Linked DNA regions of Oryctolagus cuniculus: region 1 is linked to region 2. The links are chromatin contacts, called in public Hi-C maps. All regions are on one chromosome and are shown on one strand. The core of a region is the stretch at or near the end of the contact, and the rest is flanking DNA. Distances in the headings are between cores, read along the strand shown. Region 1 holds the start of SYNE2 (spectrin repeat containing nuclear envelope protein 2). Region 2 overlaps SYNE2 (spectrin repeat containing nuclear envelope protein 2).

Region 1 (4,833 bases), core at 765-3,264, 130 kb after region 2:
CTATGTAAGGTGTTTACTGTTCTATAAACGGCACCCACTACGACCCAGACACCCAGAGTCAAACAGAGTGGCTGGCCTATGGTAGGAGCTTGCTGGAGGAAACGAAGGAATAATTTTTGTGAAATTATGGAAAACCTGAATTGACAACATATGCAGAGTAATGGCAAATGAACAAATCGCCTTTCACCCTTTGCCTTCACTTAGGAAAATGGGTCTGATTCGGTTTTTGGATTTTACATCAAACTCTCAGCCTAGGTTACTGAGGACAGTAGAATAATCCCCTTGTGGCTGGGTTCTTAGAACACACTGCAGTAGCCCACAAGCCAGCCCAGATGGCTGAAATGTCAGCAACACGTCTGATGGGTAAACAAACACCCACACCACCTTTTAAACACCGTGCATGCACAAGGCTACAAACAGGTTTGAGCTTGAATTTCCAACTCGAATAAAAGTCTCCTTAACCCCAACATGCGGACCAAGACTTACACATCTCCACTTGTCACTCATGGTTGAATCTAGAGGGTGAACCACAAAAAACCTCAATGAGGATTACACCTGTTCCCACGGTCCCCCCAAGTGGGAGGGGAGGGGGTGGCCCGGTTGGGTTGAGGCTAGTCCGTCATTATTCCAGAAATAGCCTCTGGGAATCCCAACAATTTTCCAAAAAAGAAAACGAGAGACATGATGCATTAAAACACATAGACACAGCAGGTACGGCATTCCCGTGAGAGCCGAACCCGCGCTCTCCCGGAAGACCGTGCTGTTCCCACGGCAGGTGCCTGGGGTGCACGGTCAAGTCCTTCCTCCTGCCCCCAGTAACCACGATGGAACCGCCCCAGCATAGCCACAGCCAGCACAGCTGCGAGCGAGGCCTTCGGGGCTGGGGGAACTTGGAGAACAGAGACAGAAGTTGCATCCGATCAAACTTATAAAAGAAAGAGCTCAGTGCAGCGGCGCGGCTGGGGCGTCCCGGCCTAGCCCCGACTTGCCAGCGCTCGCACGCAGCCGTGCCCGCTGGCATCCGCCTCGGACGCCTCTTCCAACAGGGAAATCACAACTTTGGGAAACAGGAGGCGCCCCCAGCACCTCTCAAACCTCCCCAACCGTGGCTTCCAGCCGCACTGGCTGCAAACAAAACAGCCAGGAAAACACCCCCAGGGAGGAGAAGGGGCCAACGTCAGACCCTCACGGCAACCGCACACAACAAAGACCCCAAACAATCAAGATGGCATTAGAATCCCGGCCGTCCCGGCGCTGCCCCTCCGGGGCCCGGGCCCCTGGGGGCCCCGCGCCCTCTGCAGCCCCCGTGCGCGCCGCCCACGATTCTGCAATCCGTGCGCCGCGGCTCCCCGCGTCCCTTCTCACGCGGGGAGCGTTCAAAATCTTTCCCGCCCAGGCGTGACCCGAAGGATGCAAACAATCAACCGCTTCCCCCACCCCACCCCGCGCCCCGAGCGCCCGGGCCTGGGCCGGCGCCGGGGTGGGGGCGGCCGGGGCACCCGGGGGCCGAGCGACGGGGTGCAGCCACCTTCCCGAGCCTGGGGGACCGGCGCGCAGGGACCCGGAGGTGACACAAAGAAGCCGGAGAGACAAACGCCACCCGCTGGCGCTCGCTGCAATCCCCGAAGCGCCCCGCCCGCTGACAAGTTTGCGGCGCCTTCCACGCACCCGGCTCTCCCCACCCGCGCAAAGTTTCCCGGGTGGCCTGGCTCGGACCCGGGCGGCAGGTCGGTCCCGGGCACCCGCCGCCCCCGCCCCCAGGCTCGGGGACCTCCTCTCTCCCTCTCGCTCCCTCCGGGGCGCACTGGGGGTGCTGGGGCCCCGCGGCCGCGCTCACCCGCCGTCCGCTCGGCCGAAGGGCGAGGGCGCGGGCCCGAGCTGTCCACGGTGGGCACCCCCGCTCGCCCCGCTCGCTCGATCGCGCCTCGGCGCCCGTGCCCCGGCTCGCTCTCGCAGTCCGGCCGCGGGCTCCGGGCGCGCTCCGCTCCTCGGCGCTCAGAGCTGCTGACCACGCCCCGCGCCTGCCCCGCCCGCCGCCCGCCGCCCAGTCCCGCGCTCGCCGCTCGGCGGCCAGTGTGGAGCGCGCCCGCCAGCGCCGGGGCGGAGCGGCCCGCCCCCCGCGGCAGGCCCCGCCGCCCGGGGCGGGCAACTTTCTTTCCGGGTTTGGGAACATCGCAGGTGGCGGCAGGGAGAGGCGGCCTAGCGGTCTCCCCGGGGCTGGGGGCGAAGGGCCCACACCCTCTCCCCTCCAAGGCCTTTCCGGCCGGTAGCGGCGAGGAACTTGGCCGTGCGTGGACTCCGGGGTCTGGAGCGGACCTGCGAATTTGCCGCCAGGTCTCCACCCCCCTCCCCGGGCCGCGGCAGCCCCGGGAGCCCCTTCTGCGGGGAGGTGCGTGGATTCAGAATCCGAGGCCGAGTTTCTCCGCGCGCGGTGCCGACCCGCGGCCACCTGCCGGGGCGGGGGGGGGGGGGCGGAGACGCGGGCTAACAATGAGGGTTGCGGGTCCCTCCCTCCCCGGGGCGAGGGGCGGAACCGGCCTGGATCCCGGGACGCCGATCTCCCAGGGCTGCGAACGAGCCGGATCCTGGATCCCGGGGGATCCGCCGGCAGGTGCAGTTAGATTTCCAGCAAGTTACTCGGCCCCTCTGGACTCGGGCTGAGGTCACTGACTGCCCCTCAGCCCTGGCGCCGCTGCTGCCGGTTCCTAAAGCGCTCGGGATTCCTGAAGCGAAGGTGCATACCTCACTGCTACTACACAAAGAAGCGGGGACTTGTCAAGTGTTGCCCTACGCAATCAAATTTAACTTCCTGTGAGTCCGAATCCGTGTATTTCGTGTAGCTTCAGGCTCTTGCCTTGGCTGAAAGTGACCCAAACTAAACGGTGAGCAGCGAGATGAGAGGCTGGATAGCGCATCCTCCATCAGCATCTGTTAGTGGAAAATTTGAGTTGTGATTTGAACCCACACTGTGGGACGGTTATTTCAAAAACGTGTGCTTCCGCGGCTGCCAGGCTGATTCCAGGGAGTCGTGTGAAATGCGTTCGTGGCGGCTGGTAGTCCAGCCCTTCGCAAAGCAGCAGGAGCAAGCTGCATGCCATTCCTCCTACGCCTAGACCATCGTTCTGATAATGTCACTTCCCTTCTCACACTGCCAAGGCTCGCATTATTGATGAATAAGGGCTTGAGTCACAACAAAGCTCCATAAAGCAACAAGAGCCTTCTGGGTCTGGGGCATCTTTTATTTTTTTAAGAAAGCTTTTATTTAATAAATATAAGCTTCATAGGTACAGCTTTTGGATTGGTGGTTCTTTCCCCCCATACCCGCCCTCCCACCCCAACTCCCATCCTACCTCCTACTCCCTCTCCCATCCCATTCTTCATTAAGATTCATTTTAAATTATCTTTATATACAGAAGATCTACTCTATTCTAAGTAAAGATTTCAACGGTTTGCACCCAAAGTATAAAGTACTGTTTGAAAACTAGTTTTGCCGTTAATTCTCATAATACAACTCATTAAGGACAGAGGTCCTACATGGGGAGCAAGTGCACAGTAACTCCTGTTGTTGATTTAACAATTGACACTCTTATTTATGACGTCAGTGATCACCCAAGGCTCTTGTCATGAGCTACCAAGGCTATGGAAGCCTTTGAGTCCACAAACCCCAACATTATTTAGACAAGGCCATAAGCAAAGTGGAAGTTCTCTCCTCCCTTCAGAGAAAGGTACCTCCTTCTTTGATGGTCCCTTCTTTACACTGGGATCTCACGCACAGAGATCTTTCATGTAAGTCATTTTTTGCCACAGTGTCTTGGCTTTCCACGCCTGAAATGCTCTCATGGGCTTTTTAGCCAGATCCGAATGCCTTAAGGGCTGATTCTGAGGCCAGAGTGCTGTTAAGGGCCTTTGTCATTCTATGAGTTGCTGTGTATCCCGCTTCCCATGTTGGCTCCTTCTCTCCTTTTTAATTATATTATTATTAGCAGACACTGGTCTTATTTATATGATCCCTTTGACACTTAACCCTATCTTTATAAGTTATGCACTTACACTGATCACTTTAACAGGTAAGGTGGCATTAGTACCTGTGGGGCATCTTTTGCACTTTGCCTGATGGGATCCACAATCAGAACGTCAAGTTCAGGAGCGGTTGGACCCCGTATTCATGGCACGATGCACAAAGTGTTGTCTGCTGTGTTTCTTCTCTGCTCTCGTATTCGTTTCCATTCCTTGCCTATTGGCTATCTTTACAGTAAATTCTCAAATAAATAAACACACCATGGTGGCACCAGTCTCTGGGAAAAGTGTCATCAGTAATTCCCTAATTGTTCCCTCCCTGGCACCGATGCTACCAGCCCTGCAGTGTTGTTTCATGCTGTGTGCAGTTCAGTTGGAAGAGCACGGATAGAATGGCTCAGAATGTTCTCGGGTGTCTCCAATTAGAGCCTCTAATTACCTGCGGTGTCTCCTCATCGGGCCAGTTTGGATAGTAAATGAAGGCTTCCTTTCAAGTCAGCCAATTAGACTGATGGCAGCAGCGCTGAAACAGATCCTGCACACTTTGAAGGGAAAAGAGAATGCAGAGCTGAACAGGAACACGTCTGAGTCGTTTGGAAGCACGGCACCGGGCTGCTGTGCCTACAGACACACCTGGGAGAGAGGAAGAGCCGCGGGGGGCTGGCCACACCTACGTTCTCCGGGAGCGAATCGCGCAGACTCCATGCAATACCGGCGTGAGGTCCCCGTGTGCCCCTGAGCTATCACTCACACATCAGGCCTCTGCACTTTCGGCAGATGATCCATTGTGCACAACAGCACACCTGAACCGCTTTG
Region 2 (4,714 bases), core at 385-2,884:
ATACACGCACACACACACACACACACACACACACAAGCAAATGCTGGCAAGCATGCACAGAAAGGGGAACTCTCTACACCACTGGTGGGAATGTGAATGAGCACAATGACATTATGGGAAACAGTAGTCAGGTTCCTCAAAACCCAGCATGAAACTAGTGCATGATCTAGCAATTCTACTGCCGAGTATATATTCATAGAAATTAACATCCGAATACCAGAGGGACATCAGCACTCACATATTATTGCTACACTATTCACAACAGCCAAGATCAGGAATCAGTTGAGGTGTCCATTGATGGATGAGAGGAGGGAAAACATGTCACACACACACACACACGTGTGCACGTGTGGATACAGTTCAGCCATAAAATGAATGGAATTCTGTCCCTCACGGCAATACAGAACTAGATAACATTATGTTCAGTAAAATAAATCTGGCACAGAATCAAATACCACAAATTCTCACAGCAGGAGGAAGCTAAAAAGTAGATCGCAAAGAATTAGAGAACAGAACAGTGTTCTGAGAGACTGGGAAGGGTGTGGGGGAGGAAGGAGTGGAGAAGGAATGGTTAACAGATTCAAGAGTGCAGTAGGATAGGAGGAACGACCTCCAATGGAAAGAAAACCACGGTCAACAACAAGTAATCCAGTATTTCAAAAACTGCTAGGAGAGAGGATTGTGGATGGTCCCCATACAAAGAAATGATGAGTGTCTGAGGTGATAGATTTGCCTAATAGCCTGATCCAATCTTACTACAGCTGTGTATGTACTGAAATGTCACACAGCACCCCAGAAAAATTAGGCGTGCAATTACCATCCATGAAATAAAAAAACATAATTAAGAAGTTCTAGCAAACCAAACTTAGAAAAATAAATAAGCAAAAGTGAGCAGTAGAGAGTTATAGGAAGGCTGGCGCTGTGGCGTAGCGGGTAAAGCAGCCACCTGCAATGCCAGCATCCCATATGGACGCTGGTTCGAGTCCCGGCTGCTCCACTTCCAATCCAGCTCTCTGCTATGGCCTGGGAAAGCAGTAGAAGATGGCCCAAGTTTTTGGGTCCCTGTACCCATGTGGGAGACCCAGAAGAAGCTCCTGGCTCCTGGCTTCGGATCAGCTCAGCTCCGTTACAGCCATCAGGGGAGTAAACCAGCCAATGGTAGAACTCTCTCTCTCTCTGCCTCTGCCTCTCTGTAACTTTGCCTTTCAAATAAATAAATAAATAAATCTTTCTTAAAAAAGAGAAAGTTACAGGAGGAACAGGATAGTTACACAGCTGCAAAGCATTGCCTACAGGTACATATTAATTACAAATGGAAAACAGTAACTTTATAATGCATACACCTGCCAGACAAACCCATTAATCAACCAACTGACCAGCATACTGCCACCAGCGTCAAGTGTCACACCTGTGGCTGAACAAGCTGGGTTGATCAAGGGCCACGTGAGAGAGAACACGCACCATGCAGGACTCGAGGGAGAATGCGGGCCTGAGCTCGGTGATCTGGGGAGAGGTTCAAGGACGTGCTTCTGTGCTGTATACCGTCAGGAAGTGAGATTAAGTCTACCTTCGAGGCTCTCACTCCATCTTGGGCAGAAGGCAGAAGGACTGGGCTGAGGCTAGAGCTGGGGAGGAAGCAGGGGCCGTCACAGCAGCCAGGAGGGAGGCGGGCTTGGCCATTTGTGCGATAAGGAACATGTTCCTGACCCGATAACAGAATGGGCCCATCCCAAGGCCACAGCGTGGCCTTGCCTGGTGCTGAAGTTCTGGGAAATAGCTCACATTCAACAGAAAGTGCCCAAGGCCCCGCTGTGAGTGCCAAGTACCTCTGGGCACCACCACGCCCTCACTGGTGGGATTCTCAGATCCCTGAAGTCAGGGACAAATGAGCATCACGTGTCCACGGATGTGATGTGTTGAGAAGGAAATGGCACTGTGGGGCCACTCCCGCCACAAGTGCAAATCTGAATCTAATCAAGAGGAAACACCAGACAGACGCAGATAGAGGGAGAGGCTACACAACAGCAGGGCCAAACCTCTCCAAAGGTCAACATAAAAAAAAAATAAAAGTACTGAGGAGTTGTCCAGACTGAAGCAGACCAGCCAGGTATAACAAATGAGCACAGTGCATGATTTGGATTTTCTTTTGCTATAAAGTGACATTACTGGGACAAGTAGCGAATTCTGAGTAAGTCTCAGATTAGATGATTTTAACATTGTTGCTCTTCTGATTTTGGTAATTAGATAGTAACAGAATGTCTACTTTTAGGAAAGGCATGGTGAAATATTTTTGGGGTAAAGGGCATCATATCTGCAACTGACTGCAACAATTTAGAAAAAAGTTTGCCTATGTGTAGGCTCACGTGTGTATGCACACTCACACAGAACAGGGGAAGACTTAGGAAACTGGGCCAAGAATGTATGGGAGTTCTTTCAGAAGTTTTACAAATGTCCTAGAAGTCGATAAGTATGTCAAAATTAAAAGTTGAAAAAGAGTTTGCTTAGATCAAAAAGAAAAAAGAGTCCAAAGAAAAGTCTGAAAATACAATAATGGCTAACTCACAGAAATACATGTCTAATAAATACAGAAAAGATAATTCAATTTCATATGTAATCAAAGAATCACATAAGAGCTTATATGTAATGTTGATTAAAAACTAAATGAGTTGTCAAATTAGTAAAAAGAAAAATTGAAACTCAAGGGTAGCATGAGTATGATAAAACAGAAATTATACTGTGCAATAAAACCTGTGTAAGTGTGTCCAGGTACCTCAACAGTTCATGGGTAGTAGAATTAAATATAAGCTTATTTTGGTGCAAAAATTTTAAAAAATCATGCATAATTCATAATATCTATTTTCCATGAACTTTTTGAAAGTACCCCTACAGATCTTTTTAATCATACAATAGTGAAATTCTGGTGATTTTCATTCTTTGACATTAGCACACTGTTTATAATTTCAGCTTTTTCTTTTGAAGTTACAAAAGGAACAAAAAGCTCAATTAAAAGACTTCAAACAAGAACAGAATAGTGCAGCTTGTAAAGAAAAAGTCCCTCCTTTTCCCTACAGCCCCACTGGTTGTCATTTAATAAATCATTCACAGATTGATATTAAAAAGGTTTATTTTGGGGACCAGTGCTATGGCATAGTGGGTTAAGCCTCCACCAGTGGTGCCGGCATCCCATATGGGCACCGGTTTGAGCCCCAGCTGCTCCACTTCTGATCCATCTCCCTGCTAATACATTTGGGAAAACAGCAGAAGATGGCCCAGGTGTTTGGGTCCCTGCACCCAGGAGGGAGACCCGGAAGAAGCTCCTGGCTCCTGGCTTCGGGTCAGCCCACCTCTGGCTGTTGCGACCACCTGGGAATGAACAAGCAGATGGAAGACTCCTCTCCCTCTCTCTGTCTAGAACTCAGCTTTTCAAATAAGTAACTAAATCTTTAAAAATAAATAAATAAAAGATAAAAAGGTTTATTGTATGTCTACCATGCGCCATGAACTGCTCTTTGAGCTGGGTATAACACAAATCAAGAGACAGACTCAGTTACATATCTGTAAATAATTTTACAGATATAAAAACACAAATCATAAAAACATAACTTTTTAAAAACACAAACAGGACCACATGGCCCTAACTGCTCCACAGTCTGCATTTCTCACTTTAAACATATCTTGAGCTTGTATCTTGATCCAATAGAGATCTACCTACTCCTCTATTTTTTTTTTTTTTTTTTTTGACAGGCAGAGTGGACAGTGAGAGAGAGAGACAGAGAGAAAGGTCTTCCTTTGCCTTTGGTTCACCCTCCAATGGCCGCTGTGGCCGGCGCACTGCGCTGATCCGAAGCCAGGAGCCAGGTGCTTCCTCCTGGTCTCCCATGGGGTGCAGGGCCCAAGCACCTGGGCCATCCTCCACTGCCCTCCAGGGCCAGAGCAGAGAGCTGGACTGGAAGAGGAGCAACCAGGACAGAATCCGGCGCCCCAACCGGGACTAGAACCTGGGGTGCCGGTGCCGCAGGCGGAGGATTAGCCTAGTGAGCCGCGGTGCCGACCCCTACTTCTCTATTAACAAGGGTATATTTGGGCATTTCCACCATTCACAAGAAGAATCATTATTGTTCTGAAAACATTTTGAATGGTCTTAAATTTAAAAATAACACTTTTAAAATAACTTCTTAAATTCTGAATCTCTACCTCATCTCTGTCACGAAAATAAATTCCAGATGGAGCAAATAAGTATGAAAGTTTTAAAGGTTCTGTGAACAGGTGGTAATTTCCAGTGCAATAAAAAGGCTCACTCTCACAAACAAGGAAAACGCAAAATAATGGCAAAGCTTTCATCCCTCAGAGATGCGAATTTAGAAAAATTGTGGGAATGCATCTCTGTTGTGGGGACTCCCCGTCCTGTTGTAAAATTTTACAGCTGAGCTGGAGCCGAGTAAACACCTCGATCAGAACTTCCTTCCAGGGAGAACTCCGTGATATTAAAACACACCCTTGCCTCATTGCTCTGCAGCGAGTCAGTTGCCTAGGGAGAAAGACAGCAGGGAATGCGGAGGACACCAGGCAAGCTCCCCTCCCCGCTGCAGGTGGGGGAGAGGCAAGTAGTCAGAAGGAGAACCTTCGAAGCTTAATTGAATCATCTCCTGTGGGCACACAGCACGGCAGGGCACAGCGCGGCACGGCACAGGGCTAGGTGGGACTGAACTCACGT

The links. A called contact is a pair of places that touch in the nucleus more often than the background predicts.
Region 1: a Hi-C map of an unstated tissue shows a contact between it and region 2, with 2.0 times the contacts expected there. The contact joins the promoter of SYNE2 here to the enhancer-like site in region 2. A contact is called at or near these places in 2 of 6 Hi-C or Micro-C datasets (embryonic fibroblasts and an unstated tissue).

Annotation. Positions count from the first base shown.
Region 1 is chr20:6,622,693-6,627,525 of mOryCun1.1, forward strand. SYNE2 (spectrin repeat containing nuclear envelope protein 2) reads right to left here and starts at 2,015. Exons shown (of 114, transcript XM_051826406.2): 1 at 1,838-2,015.
Region 2 is chr20:6,490,762-6,495,475 of mOryCun1.1, forward strand. The region is part of intron 19 of SYNE2 (spectrin repeat containing nuclear envelope protein 2); the gene reads right to left. Among named protein-coding and RNA genes, the nearest start is that of SYNE2, 130 kb to the right of the region's middle. Within about 2 kb of position 1,635, at least 1 of the 8 cell types and tissues checked has an H3K27ac peak or open chromatin away from gene starts, as enhancers often do.